4 separate regions of the Mus musculus genome follow, and all the other regions are linked to region 1. The links are chromatin contacts, called in public HiChIP or PLAC-seq maps. All regions are on one chromosome and are shown on one strand. The core of a region is the stretch at or near the end of the contact, and the rest is flanking DNA. Distances in the headings are between cores, read along the strand shown. Region 1 has its middle 130 kb from the start of Abcc12. Region 2 holds the start of Dnaja2 (DnaJ heat shock protein family (Hsp40) member A2). Region 3 holds the start of Phkb (phosphorylase kinase beta). Region 4 overlaps Itfg1 (integrin alpha FG-GAP repeat containing 1).

Evidence for each region. HiChIP or PLAC-seq counts read pairs in DNA pulled down with a chosen protein or histone mark.
Region 2: a contact with region 1 is called in an H3K4me3 HiChIP or PLAC-seq map of embryonic forebrain, with 3 times the contacts expected there. The contact joins the promoter of Dnaja2 here to the enhancer-like site in region 1. A contact is called at or near these places in 3 of 39 promoter capture datasets (embryonic stem cells, hippocampal neurons and liver) and 2 of 115 datasets of contacts at active chromatin or transcription factors (embryonic forebrain and large pre-B cells).
Region 3: a contact with region 1 is called in an H3K4me3 HiChIP or PLAC-seq map of embryonic forebrain, with 6 times the contacts expected there. The contact joins the promoter of Phkb here to the enhancer-like site in region 1. A contact is called at or near these places in 9 of 39 promoter capture datasets (the 3T3-L1 cell line, the SN4741 cell line, cranial neural crest and 4 more), 1 of 484 Hi-C or Micro-C datasets (nephron progenitors), 12 of 115 datasets of contacts at active chromatin or transcription factors (the NIH/3T3 cell line, astrocytes, craniofacial prominence and 9 more) and 1 of 9 other capture datasets (adipose tissue).
Region 4: an H3K27ac HiChIP or PLAC-seq map of oligodendrocyte precursor cells shows a contact between it and region 1, with 6 times the contacts expected there. The contact joins two enhancer-like sites. A contact is called at or near these places in 1 of 484 Hi-C or Micro-C datasets (nephron progenitors) and 1 of 115 datasets of contacts at active chromatin or transcription factors (oligodendrocyte precursor cells).

The regions. Positions count from the first base shown.
Region 1 is chr8:86,437,462-86,440,161 of GRCm38.p6, reverse strand. No RefSeq gene overlaps it. Among named protein-coding and RNA genes, the nearest start is that of Abcc12, 130 kb to the left of the region's middle. Within about 2 kb of position 1,356, at least 79 of the 459 cell types and tissues checked have an H3K27ac peak or open chromatin away from gene starts, as enhancers often do. A contact at or near this core is called in the SN4741 cell line, embryonic basal ganglia, embryonic forebrain and 5 more, where this site is marked.
Region 2 is chr8:85,553,951-85,556,650 of GRCm38.p6, reverse strand. Dnaja2 (DnaJ heat shock protein family (Hsp40) member A2) reads left to right here and starts at 1,290. Exons shown (of 9, transcript NM_019794.5): 1 at 1,290-1,481; 2 at 2,675-2,700. The coding sequence starts at 1,404.
Region 3 is chr8:85,839,655-85,842,354 of GRCm38.p6, reverse strand. Phkb (phosphorylase kinase beta) reads right to left here and starts at 1,367. Exons shown (of 32, transcript NM_199446.2): 1 at 1,252-1,367. Itfg1 (integrin alpha FG-GAP repeat containing 1) reads left to right here and starts at 1,406. Exons shown (of 18, transcript NM_028007.3): 1 at 1,406-1,821. The coding sequence starts at 1,617.
Region 4 is chr8:85,784,115-85,786,900 of GRCm38.p6, reverse strand. All of the region lies in intron 6 of Itfg1 (integrin alpha FG-GAP repeat containing 1), which reads left to right. Among named protein-coding and RNA genes, the nearest start is that of Itfg1, 55 kb to the left of the region's middle. Within about 2 kb of position 1,265, at least 23 of the 459 cell types and tissues checked have an H3K27ac peak or open chromatin away from gene starts, as enhancers often do. A contact at or near this core is called in oligodendrocyte precursor cells, where this site is marked.

The sequences.
Region 1 (2,700 bases), core at 107-2,606:
ACTCTTAAAGACTGTCCTGTTTGTAGAGCCATCTCCTCAAAGAGCCTTTTCAGACATTCCTCCATTCCTTGCCTTCTATACATTTGCTCACAAATGTTAGCAGGAGGGACACACTGTGTGTATACTTACATCCTACACAGATCATCTTGCTTTGTGTATGTCTCAGTTATGCTTCTGTTCCTGTGAGGAACACCAGGTCCAAAAGTAACTTGGGGAGGAAAGGGTTTCCTTCAGCTTTCACTTTTCACAGTCCACTGTGGAAGGAGACCAGAGCAGAACCAAAATGTGGAGGCAGGAACTGAAGCAGAAGCCATGGAGGAGCCCTATTTACTGGCTTGCTCCTCATGGCTTGCTCAGCCTACTTTCTTACACAGTCCAGGCCTACCTGACCAGAGGTGGCATTGCCTCCAGTGGACTGGGCTGGTATGTAGACCTCAGCTCCACATCCATCATCAGTCATGAAAATGGGTTGCAGGCTTGCCTACAGGCCACTCTAATGGGAACTTTTTCTTAACTGTGATTCCCTTTTCTCAAATGACTGTAGCTGGTTCCAAATTGACAAAAGTCAACCAGAACAATATACAACAGAATGATGCTTCTCCTCTGCCACCCACAGGGACTGATATCCCCTTAGGGATGGCTTGGACTTACTGAGAATGTATGCTCCAGAAAGAGGACAGAGGTGACCTACACTCTCTTTGTCTGTACACTTGTACAGGACAGTAACCAAATTTGTGAGGCATGACACAAATTAGACAATCTAATTATTGCGAGTGATGGTGACATTAGACATTTATTGGGGACCGACATGATGAGTTTAGAGATTTTCATAAGTTTGGTGATATTTCTTTGTGTAATGGGAACAATTATTATCATCCTCACAGCAGAAGAGAAATTTAAGGCACAGGCTAGTTGATACCCCACAACAACATAGCCAGGAGATAGCCAGGCCAGAACTAGAATTCAGAGAGTCAGATGCTCAGGCTTATGCCTTTGACCTTTGATGCTCGTGTTCCAGGCCATGCATATGTAAGATTACTATGGACATCAGTATTGACACTGAAGCAAAGGCAGTGGGCTGATACTGCAGCTTCAAATGGGTTCTGCCCTCTGTGAGCATTTCAGGACATTGACGTGACCTTTCTTTCTACGTCTTTCACAACAGGCACAGAGAGCTGACCGAACTACTGATGAGGGTCAAGTTATTGAGTTCCCACCTCCCAGCCTGGGAAATTACTCAGATCTCCCAGTAAACATTCCTTCTCTTTGGAAACAAGATGGCATAGACTGTGAGATGCTGCTGTGGAGAGACATGTTGCCATGGCAGCAGCTCATGCCTCCTTCCCACCCGCTCTGAGGTGCTCTGACACAGGCAGTGGTTTCCATAGTAACAGGAATAATTGAGGGTCTGTGAAGAAAGGACTTGTGTATGTTCTGACATGGGAAGAATTGAAAATGAATCCTGATCATTTAGAGGGCTATCCTACCATATGTCAAAGAGGAACAGCATCATCACTACAGGGATAATCCCAGAAAGTGGATCTTAGTGATCTTAGAGATTCTTAGCTTATACTCCACTAAAAGTTCACCTTTCATCTTTCTATGGGGACAATTTAAGACTTCATACAATAAGATGAAGAGGTGGAAAGTATAGCCAAGAGTGAAAGATCAGGAGTGTGTAGATCAATTACTACACAGGTGACAGGCTTACAGGTAACTTTTAAACATGGGTCCAGATTTCTTGGGAAAATTTCAAAGGATGAAGGAACCTATACTCTCCTCTATTCTATTCAAAGATGCTCAGTGCCCTTCCCACTAACTGACAGCGATACAGACTGCTCTGCCCCTTCAGAGTGCTTGCCTTGGTTGGTTCCAGTTAGGCTGAGATGCTACCCCCCATCTGTGACATGTGTGGCTCCATCTGTGATGTGGGCCTTCATATCAACATTCCCATTGACCTTTGGGGGCTTTGGAGGTGAGACGAGATAAAGACAGAAGGCCAACTAGTGTCAGTCCGTAATTCTAAGAGCAGGCTGAGTGGTACAGAGCTCTTAGCACAGTCTCCATGGTATGCCTCTTCCTGGGCTACACGTGGGTATGAGATGTGGCAGTCTTGCTAATACTAGAGAGCTTGGTTTGCGAAGACAGGTTCTAAGTAAGTAGTTTATATTGACACACTGATTTTCCTCACTCTCTGAAGAGCTACTGCTGCATTTTCTTCATTTTTGCAGTTGAAAAAATAAGACAGAGAGAGTTTGAGTAACATGCACAAAGTCTCACAATTACTACATAGCTAGAAATCAGACTGCACGCTGAACTGCACGCGTTGGCCATAGGAAGAAACCAAACTCTTATGTGCAAAAAGGGTTAGACAGACCAATTCCTCAGTGGCAGAAATCCAGTTCAGTGTTAAGGAGGAAAAGGGATGTGGTCTGTGGAGCTTCAAGCACAGCTGGATCTAGGCACTCCATCTGTTAGCTCAGCTCAGCCCAGCACCCTCCCTCTGCTAAATCCTCTCCCTCAGTGATGTCAGAGATGTCTACTGGCAGCTTCTAAGTGACATCTCACTTAGCTCAGCTCCAGGAGCTAAAGAGGATCTTGCCCACCCGCTCATCACTCCATGCAAGACTTGCAGTTGATAATGGTGATGTGGCTGCTCCAGTATGAGTCACATGCCAACTATTTAGTTGATGCTGTATT
Region 2 (2,700 bases), core at 41-2,540, 880 kb after region 1:
GACTTCAACATCTGCCCCAGGGTTATTTTGGCTGATCTGGGTGTGTGGGTGAGTGTTCCCTCTTCTTCTTTGTATGTCCCTTCCTGAAACTGGGTATTTGATCAAGAAGAGAGGCTAATCTTTGGCAAAAGGGTATAAAATAGCTGTGGTCCCCTGCTAGAAACCTCCAAATAAGTCCTGGAAACCAGATAGATAAGCTATATTCTATTAAAGAATTTTGACTCACATGTGAGAACAGCATTCATGTCATAAATCATACTTATCAGGAAAACGAACATCAAATAAGACAGGAAGGTTCACCAGGTTATGAATTAAGGAAAACACTACAGGTTAAGGGGCATTTTGAATAGCAGAAGGAGCATCTAACTTCTCATGAGACTCTTCTGAGCGTTCAGGTTAAATTTCAGAAGTCTTAGCACGGCAGTGAAGGACCTCCAAAACTCGGTCAAGAAGAATAACAAGAAAGGTGTATCACCTCCACTGACAGACTTATGGCCAATGAGCAATTGTTTCCCAGTTCAGGTTTTCAACTGACCAGAAGTGTTTTACTATCGGAAAACCAGTTGGAAGGCAAGCTATACATTCTGGAATGTGGTAAAGCACAGAAATCTTTCAAGCTAAAGCAAAACGAAACTCGACTGACAGCCACCAAGTGCCGGCACGCTGCCATACTGTCTTATGCCAACCAAACCTTTGGCGTTAGCTAATTTTAAAGCTGTCAAGTGAGACACTTGAACACATGATCCCGGTGGAACAGGGTGACTTTGGTTTATCTGGATGCCCCGAAACCAACTGGGAATGTGTAAAAAAGATTTGTCCTTTCCTCCGATGTGACAGGATGGCTATGCCTTTAAAACCTCGTCTGCTAGGTATAAATCTGAGTATTTATGAATGAAATTGTTTCCCCTACGCAGAGGTGCTGAGGGGGAAGTTAAGGAGATGAAATGAGTTAGTGAAGGTGTTGATGAAATCACATCACGGGCGTAACTCGCTATTTGGGAACCTCACACACTCACACCCACGTGCTGTTTTTCACCGTGGCCCCGGGGGGACCACCCCGTGAGGATTCCACGCCGGCTTCTTTCCCTCAGGCCTCAGCCGCACCGAGAGTTCTTTATGAACGCCGCACACCGCTCCCCTCCACTCCGCGGTCGCTCGCGCGTCACGGAGCGGCGACAGGAAAGGGCCCCACCAGCCGCTCTCGGGCGCCCACCGCCCAACCCCGCCCCGCCCGGCCCCGGAGGCGGGGCCTTGTGGCGACGTCATGGCGCTGCGCCGGGTCAAAGTTCAGCCCCGCCTGCCTCCCCGCGCCGTCTCCTCGGCCTGCGCCGCCGCCGCTCGTGGTCCGGGTCGCGCTCCTTCCGCTCCGCCGCCTGCTTGCGAGTGCTGCCCGGCAGGCCGCCATGGCGAACGTGGCCGACACGAAGCTGTACGACATCCTGGGCGTCCCTCCCGGCGCTAGCGAGAACGAGCTGAAGAAGGTACTGGAGCGAGCCGGCCGGCGGGCGGGGCGAGGGCGCGGGGCCTGCGCGGTCTGGGCGGCCTGAGCCGGGCTGAGGCGCGGCGGCGGCGGGGGCGCAGTCGGCTCGGCTGACCTTGGGCCTCCGCCCGCCCGGCCCTGCGCAGACGCGGCCCGCCAGCTCGGCGCCCGGGGCCACCCGGAAAAACAGGTCGGACCGCGGTGCTCGCGCCGCCGGGCCGGGGAGGAGCTGACCGCCGGCGCCGGTGTGGGGCTGAGGGCCGCAGCCCCCGGCGCTGAGCAGGCTCCTCCCTCAGCCTCGCTCGCCCGGCAGCTGGAGCGGCGTGGGTCTGTTTGGAAGCATTGTTCTGTGGGCTGGAGATCTAAATACCCCGTGGCCGCTTCGGGGATGAGTCGTGTGCCCCAGCCAAACACCTGAGCGTGCACTCCCTAAAAATAAGACACGTCTTATTGTTGTCCTTTGTAGTAGTTCCAAATCATCTCGGGACTTGGGGTATTAATAAAGTCAGCATCTTCTCTGGCTGTCGGGATCCAATCCGCATTTGTAAACTGAGAAAAATAAGAATGTCCCGTAAGTACTGGGACTGGTAAAGTCCAAAGAAAAAGACTTCCTGTTACCCTACCGGAAATGGTAGGCTGTGTTATATAATTCATGAGTCTGTGTGAGGACTTACATGGTGCTTAACCACATCGCTTAATTGAAAGTATGTAGTTTCACCACCACCTAAGACCCCAGTTAGCCGACCGTGTGCGAGTAAAACATCACTTAGGACCTCCTGGGTGTCCTGTTAGAGGGCAGGCAGAGGAGCCAGCCAGCATGGGGAGAGATACTTGGTAGAAGTATCCTATGCTTAATTTGTAGTAGTGCTTGAGTTTCTGTAAAACGTAGTCACTCAATCTAAAATTTGTTTGGTTATTGTGGTCTCCTTGGTCTGGCTACTGGCCATCAAAGACATTTGATAATAGTTTGTAAAAAAAGAAAGAAAAAATGTTTCAGTATCTTCTTTGTTGTTTTATTTGTATTTTTCTTCAGTAACTTTGGGTATATTATTAGTAAATACTATTGAAGTGGAAAACGTTAAATAATAAGTGACATTTTTTGGAAGGCTGTAACTTTAGAACATTGCTTCTCAGAAAAGTGAATATCTTAAATTGTTTGCTGTGTATAACTCTTATCCAAAATCTTTTTTGAAGGCATACCGAAAGTTAGCCAAAGAATA
Region 3 (2,700 bases), core at 118-2,617, 600 kb after region 1:
ATATTTGAGTAAAATAAAGACTTGAAGAGAAAATAGACCCTATAGGATTACTATGTTGCAAAACTGTGTTGCAAAAATACATGTTGGGGGTTGAGAGGACGGTTAAAGACCCTGGCAAAAGACTAGTTATTCTCTTTGCCCAGAACAACCTAATAGCACTTTTTCTATTCCCACAGCAACAGTGTTAATAACCAACTCAAAATTTCTATATGACACAATAAAAGAAAATATAAGCAACAAATATCCCTACAACTGTTTCAAATAATTCTACTGACTCTGAACTTGAGTCAACTGCTTTCTAAAAATTTCTCTTACTTTTCATGTGTTTGTTCCATTACAACCCTAAGTCCTAAGTAAATAAACACACAAAAATTTTAAGATTTCAAATGGAATGAAATTGGCAATACTTTAACAAATACAGTACTTTTCTACAATCTTTCGTCAATCTTTGACAAGGGAAAGGTTCTTGGTTGAACATTTCTTGTCCCCCACCTCTCGTGTTTAAGGACACATTTTTTCCCCCAAGATTGTATCCAATTTCAAAAGTGGCAGTTTCACTGCTGGCTCTCTGGAAAGTTATTAATCAGGAGTACTAACTTTTAAAACGCCAGTGTGACTTTGCAATTTGAACAAGTCAGTTCAGGACACTCGGACTGCTGGCTTTTTAATCTCCGTGGTTGGGAACCACAACTAGAAGCTACAGGTGGTGGGACCATTTGGCTAGGGAAGGGGCCAATTTCATTCTGAGTCATAACTGTACACTAACTTAACTTGTGGCACAAACCGTCTTCCTCAATTTCTGACACACAGAACTGGCTGCAGCTAAAAATTACTGAGGAATGTGAAGGGGGCATATGAGACAAAAGTAGTCGCCAGCTCTTTAGGACCTCACTAAAAATGGAGGTCTACTTTTTGCAGAGCAAGAGCGTTCAGGTTCCAAAGAACTTGTCACTAGCTGACTTACTCGGCAAAGTTTCTGGAGAAGTCAGCTTATCACTAACTTTGGAGAGGAAATAACTTGGGGGAGAAAGACAGACGTTATCTAAATGGGGGAAGTGCAGGGATTGGGGAATGGGGACCAAGATGGACAAGAGCAGGGCAGCAAGAGAAACCTATTGCTTTCTGGAGCCAACTTAAGGAAGCAAGTTGATCCCCAGGACAGATCCCACCTGCCTCCCTCCAGGGGACTTGCGGAGGAGCACCACCCCCTGTACCCAGGAGGGGGAAGGTTGTGGTCACAGGCAGTCAAACCTGAGCGCTTGGCCCGGGCTCTTCGTTCCAAGAGCTTCCAGCTTACTTCAGCCATGAGTCCCTCAGCCCCCGCCATCGCACAGTGCCCACCACCCCAGCTGCCAGTCAGCGAGGCCGGCCCGGCCCCGCCCCCTCGCGCGACACTGTCGGGAGGCACGACAGCCGGAAGTGAGTTCCCGGGCAGACGCCGCCCTAGCTCCTCGGCGTCTTGGTCGTCGGAGAAACAGCCCCAGGGCAGCGTGAGAGTGCAGCGAGGGGCTGCCCGTGAGGCCGCACCCCGAGTCTTTTCTCGGTCGGCCGGTCAGTCGCACGGTGCTTTGCGGCTGCCGTCAAGCGCGGCGGAGGCCGGCCGGGCCGAAGGCGCCATGGCGGCAGGCCGGCTTCCTAGCGCCAGGGCGGTGCTGGCCCCGCTGTTCTTGGGGCTCGCGCTGCTGAGCGTTGGGCCTGCCCCGGCGCGGGCTCTGCACAACGTCACGGCCGAGCTCTTTGGGGCTGAGGCCTGGGGCACCCTGGCGGCCTTCGGTGACCTCAACTCCGACAAACAGACGGACCTCTTCGTGCTGCGGGAAAGTCAGTGCTTGCCGGCCCTCCTCTGTCTGCCCCTCCCGGTGTACCCACGCCCCCTGATTCCTGTTACCCTACCTCTTGCATTTCCCAGTCTTCTGGCTCTCCCTTTATCTTCAGCACAGGGACAGCTTTCCCCTGTTTTTATCAACCCTCGGTCCTAACTCAGTAACCCCGCGGCTTGACCATCAGCCCAACCCTTAAGAACACACCAACCTCCCTTCATCTAGAAACCTCTAGCCTTCATATGGCGAATGATCACCTGCCTGCCAAAGGTCTTCCAGATTTCTAAGAACCTTGGTTTCTGGTCTAAGCATTTGCTTTCCCGTCTTTTTTCCAATCTTCCACCCCCTTTGATGAGAAAACATGCAAGCTGACAGTTTCTTGTGAGAGATGTTCTGCCTTCACCTCCTACTAATTCTGCCCTTCCTTGTGTTAAGATCTTTAAAGGCACTGTGCCTTCCTCAGGCACCAAATTCTCCACCACTCACACCAGCCTCTGTTGTTGTTAACTGCTGATAAACGCAGTGCCTCCTTGGTCATACATTCTCAAACTTCAGACTTCTCCAGCATAAGGTGCCTTAGCTTAGTGTACATCTGGCCCCTCCTCATCTTGAGTACTGCTATAGTCTTCATCCAACTTGCCATTGAAAGTTCATTAACCACATTAAGCCTTAAAAGAAAAAATGTCTGATGCTGACCAAGTGCATCGGTTGGTGGTTAAGGACCAAGGCCATGAATAAAGTTTAAAGCCCCTACAAAGCTGACTGGCAGGATCCTGACAAGGTCTTTTGAGTGCTCTTTCCAGGACCCCAGAACCTCTTATAAGACCTGGATGGTTTTTCCTCTATTTGAATGATTACCCACATTGCAAGAATACTCAAA
Region 4 (2,786 bases), core at 16-2,515, 650 kb after region 1:
TTAAAAAAAAAAGAAATACATAAGAATGTGTTTTCATTATAATCTCAGGCGTGGGCTATGGGACTGCTTCAGACTGCCTGCAGCAGCTGATGTGACTTGCCTCATGCTCTCAGAGGCATGATTCTGCCAGGTGCAGATAATTTCTACAATTGTGTGACGTTTGGAATTTTGGGAACTTTTCAGAGGATACATAAATGCTTGGGCCCTGAGAAGTAGTATGAGTGGCTGTTGATCATTCAGGAAGATTCGGTTGCAGTTGGTTAGTGCCTGTGGTCAAAGAGGATTCAAGAAAGAAATTAGATTCAGGGAGCTCTCTGTTTCTGTCTCTCTTTCTCTCTCTTTCTCTCTTTTCCTTCTCTATCCTTCCTTCTCTCCTTTCTAGTGATAGGGTGAAACCAGGAGGATAAAGGGTGGGCAAAAGAAGAACACACAAAGTCACAAAGACCCAACTACAGACAAAGGATAAAGTTTAAAACCTGTCAGCAATTAAACATCAGAGAAATGGTGTCAGTTCTGATTTGCAGTAAAACAGCGTCTCTGAGCCCATCCCTAAAGCTTGTTACAGTTGTTTCCTTGTGACACACGTTGGGCTGCCTTTGACATGAAATGTTTTCCCTATATGCGAAGACTGTTCCTCAGAGGCTGTAGCTTTGGATGTCTCTCCAGTACTCTGGAATGCCCATGCGTTTAACAGGCCTCTGTCTCTCCCGGCATACTCAGCTCTCAAGCTCTGTTAGGTGCCAACTGATTGTTCTGTTGTTGTTTCTGACAATGCACTAGGTGTGTGTGTAGGTGTGTGTGTGTGTGTGTGTGTGTGTGTATACACATTGCTTCTTGGTTTAATAATTGTGTGTAGATTCCTTTGCAAATTATTTTAGGCCAGTTTTATAGGCTCATTCATGCTCTGTGAATATTCTTAACAGTTATTTCAATGGTTCTTTCTTGGTAAAGCAGCTGGTCTGTGGTGTAGGTAAACTTGATACTCTGCTTCTGTTTCCACCAAATCTCTATTTGCTGCGAGCACACACTTAAGTTTGAACTTCCCCACATGCTCTTTTGGATCAAGTGAGCTTTTTTTAAAGCACAGCTTTGTAGTTGTCTGTGTTGCAGCCTGCCTTTCCTGCATGGCATAATCTTGAGCCATGAAGATGTCCTTCTGAATGGCACCACTGTTTTACAGAAAAGTGGTCATGTTCCTTATTCTGGAGAGAAATGAATAAACATCTATTCATCCCAAATCAGACACTAATGAACAAGGATGTGATTCTGTCCAAGCCCAGCTTAGGGAACAATGGGTTTATTGGGCTTACAAGAGGGAGGAATGAGGGAGGAAGTACTTACAGGAGCAGTGTTAACCCCCAAACATCTATGTCACTGACAAGTTGCACCCCAGCAGAGGTAACAACCTTCCCAGAAGCTGCAGAGGAATCCCCTTTTTAGACTTGTGCGTGTTGTATATACCATGCCACCAGCAGAGGTCACATGCACCAGAGGTCACATGCAGGGCTACTTATAGCTAGGGGCAGGGCTTCAGAATGGAGTGAGGGGCTAAAATCTCAGGGAAGGCCACACAACTCTGTCTTGGGGGAATGTTAAAACAGTCTACATTTCATGCTGGTTTTTGGTAAACACAGCTGCTAAGTTTCATGATGGCCATATCGTCTTGAAGCCAGGTAAATCCTTCATTCCTAGGAGGTGATGTGGGAGTGTCCATCAGCATTACCTTAGGTGTATTTCCTTTCATTCTGTCCTGTGACTCACTCTTAGCCATCAGAGGTAGTGAGACTTTGTAGTCTTAACAACCAAGCTTTTTCTTTATTCTTACGGGTATTTATTATATGTGTGTTGAGGTGCCAAGGGGATTATACTATACCCTGTGGAAGTCAGAGAACAATTTACTAGAACTTCTTTACCACAGCTGCTTCTACCATGGATGATCTTCAACTCAAACTCAGGTTTCAGGTTTGGCAGCCAGCATCTTTAGCCACTGAGCAATCTTGTAGGTCTCTAATGTTTCATTATTTGTTTTCTAGAATTTTGTACATGAAAACTATTAACATCATTTCCCCCCCCCTTCCTTTTCCCCTTTCCAACTCTTCTCATGTCTTCTCAACTACCTTTCAAATTCATCTATTTATATGTGCATATATATATATATATATATATATATATATATATATTCACACACATTATATGTGAATACAACCTTCTGAGTCCATCTTGTGTGTTTCATATGTATATTTGTTTAAGGCTAACGACATGGTTGACCTGTGACCTATCAGTTATCAGCTTGTCCCTGGAGAAGACTGATTCCAGTATTTATATATGTACATATACACACACACACACATAAGTACACAGATACAACTATCTGTGTCCATTTAGTATTGTTTATATCAAAATGTGTTTAGGGCTGACTACAGAATTGTCTATCAGGGTTATCAGGTTTGTCCCTGGAAAAGACTGGCTCTTCCTCTGAGCAGATATCAGTTGCCTTAGTGCTTCATTTAGGGATATGGCCTTGTAAGAGTTGTATCCACCTTGGCATATCAGCTGATGTTATATTGTATGGGTTATTGTTGCCATCTCATGTCATGCAGCTTCCCTGTCAAGCATAGAAGACACTGCCTTGTCTTGATGTCCTAAAGGCTTTTTCTAGCAGATTACTACTTTTTCAAATCATTTAAAAGCATAATCATGTGTGTATATATGTGTCTAAAATGGGATCCATTAGTATCATTTATAAGCCATGGTCCAGCTAGTCCAACAATGACTGCCTATGAATA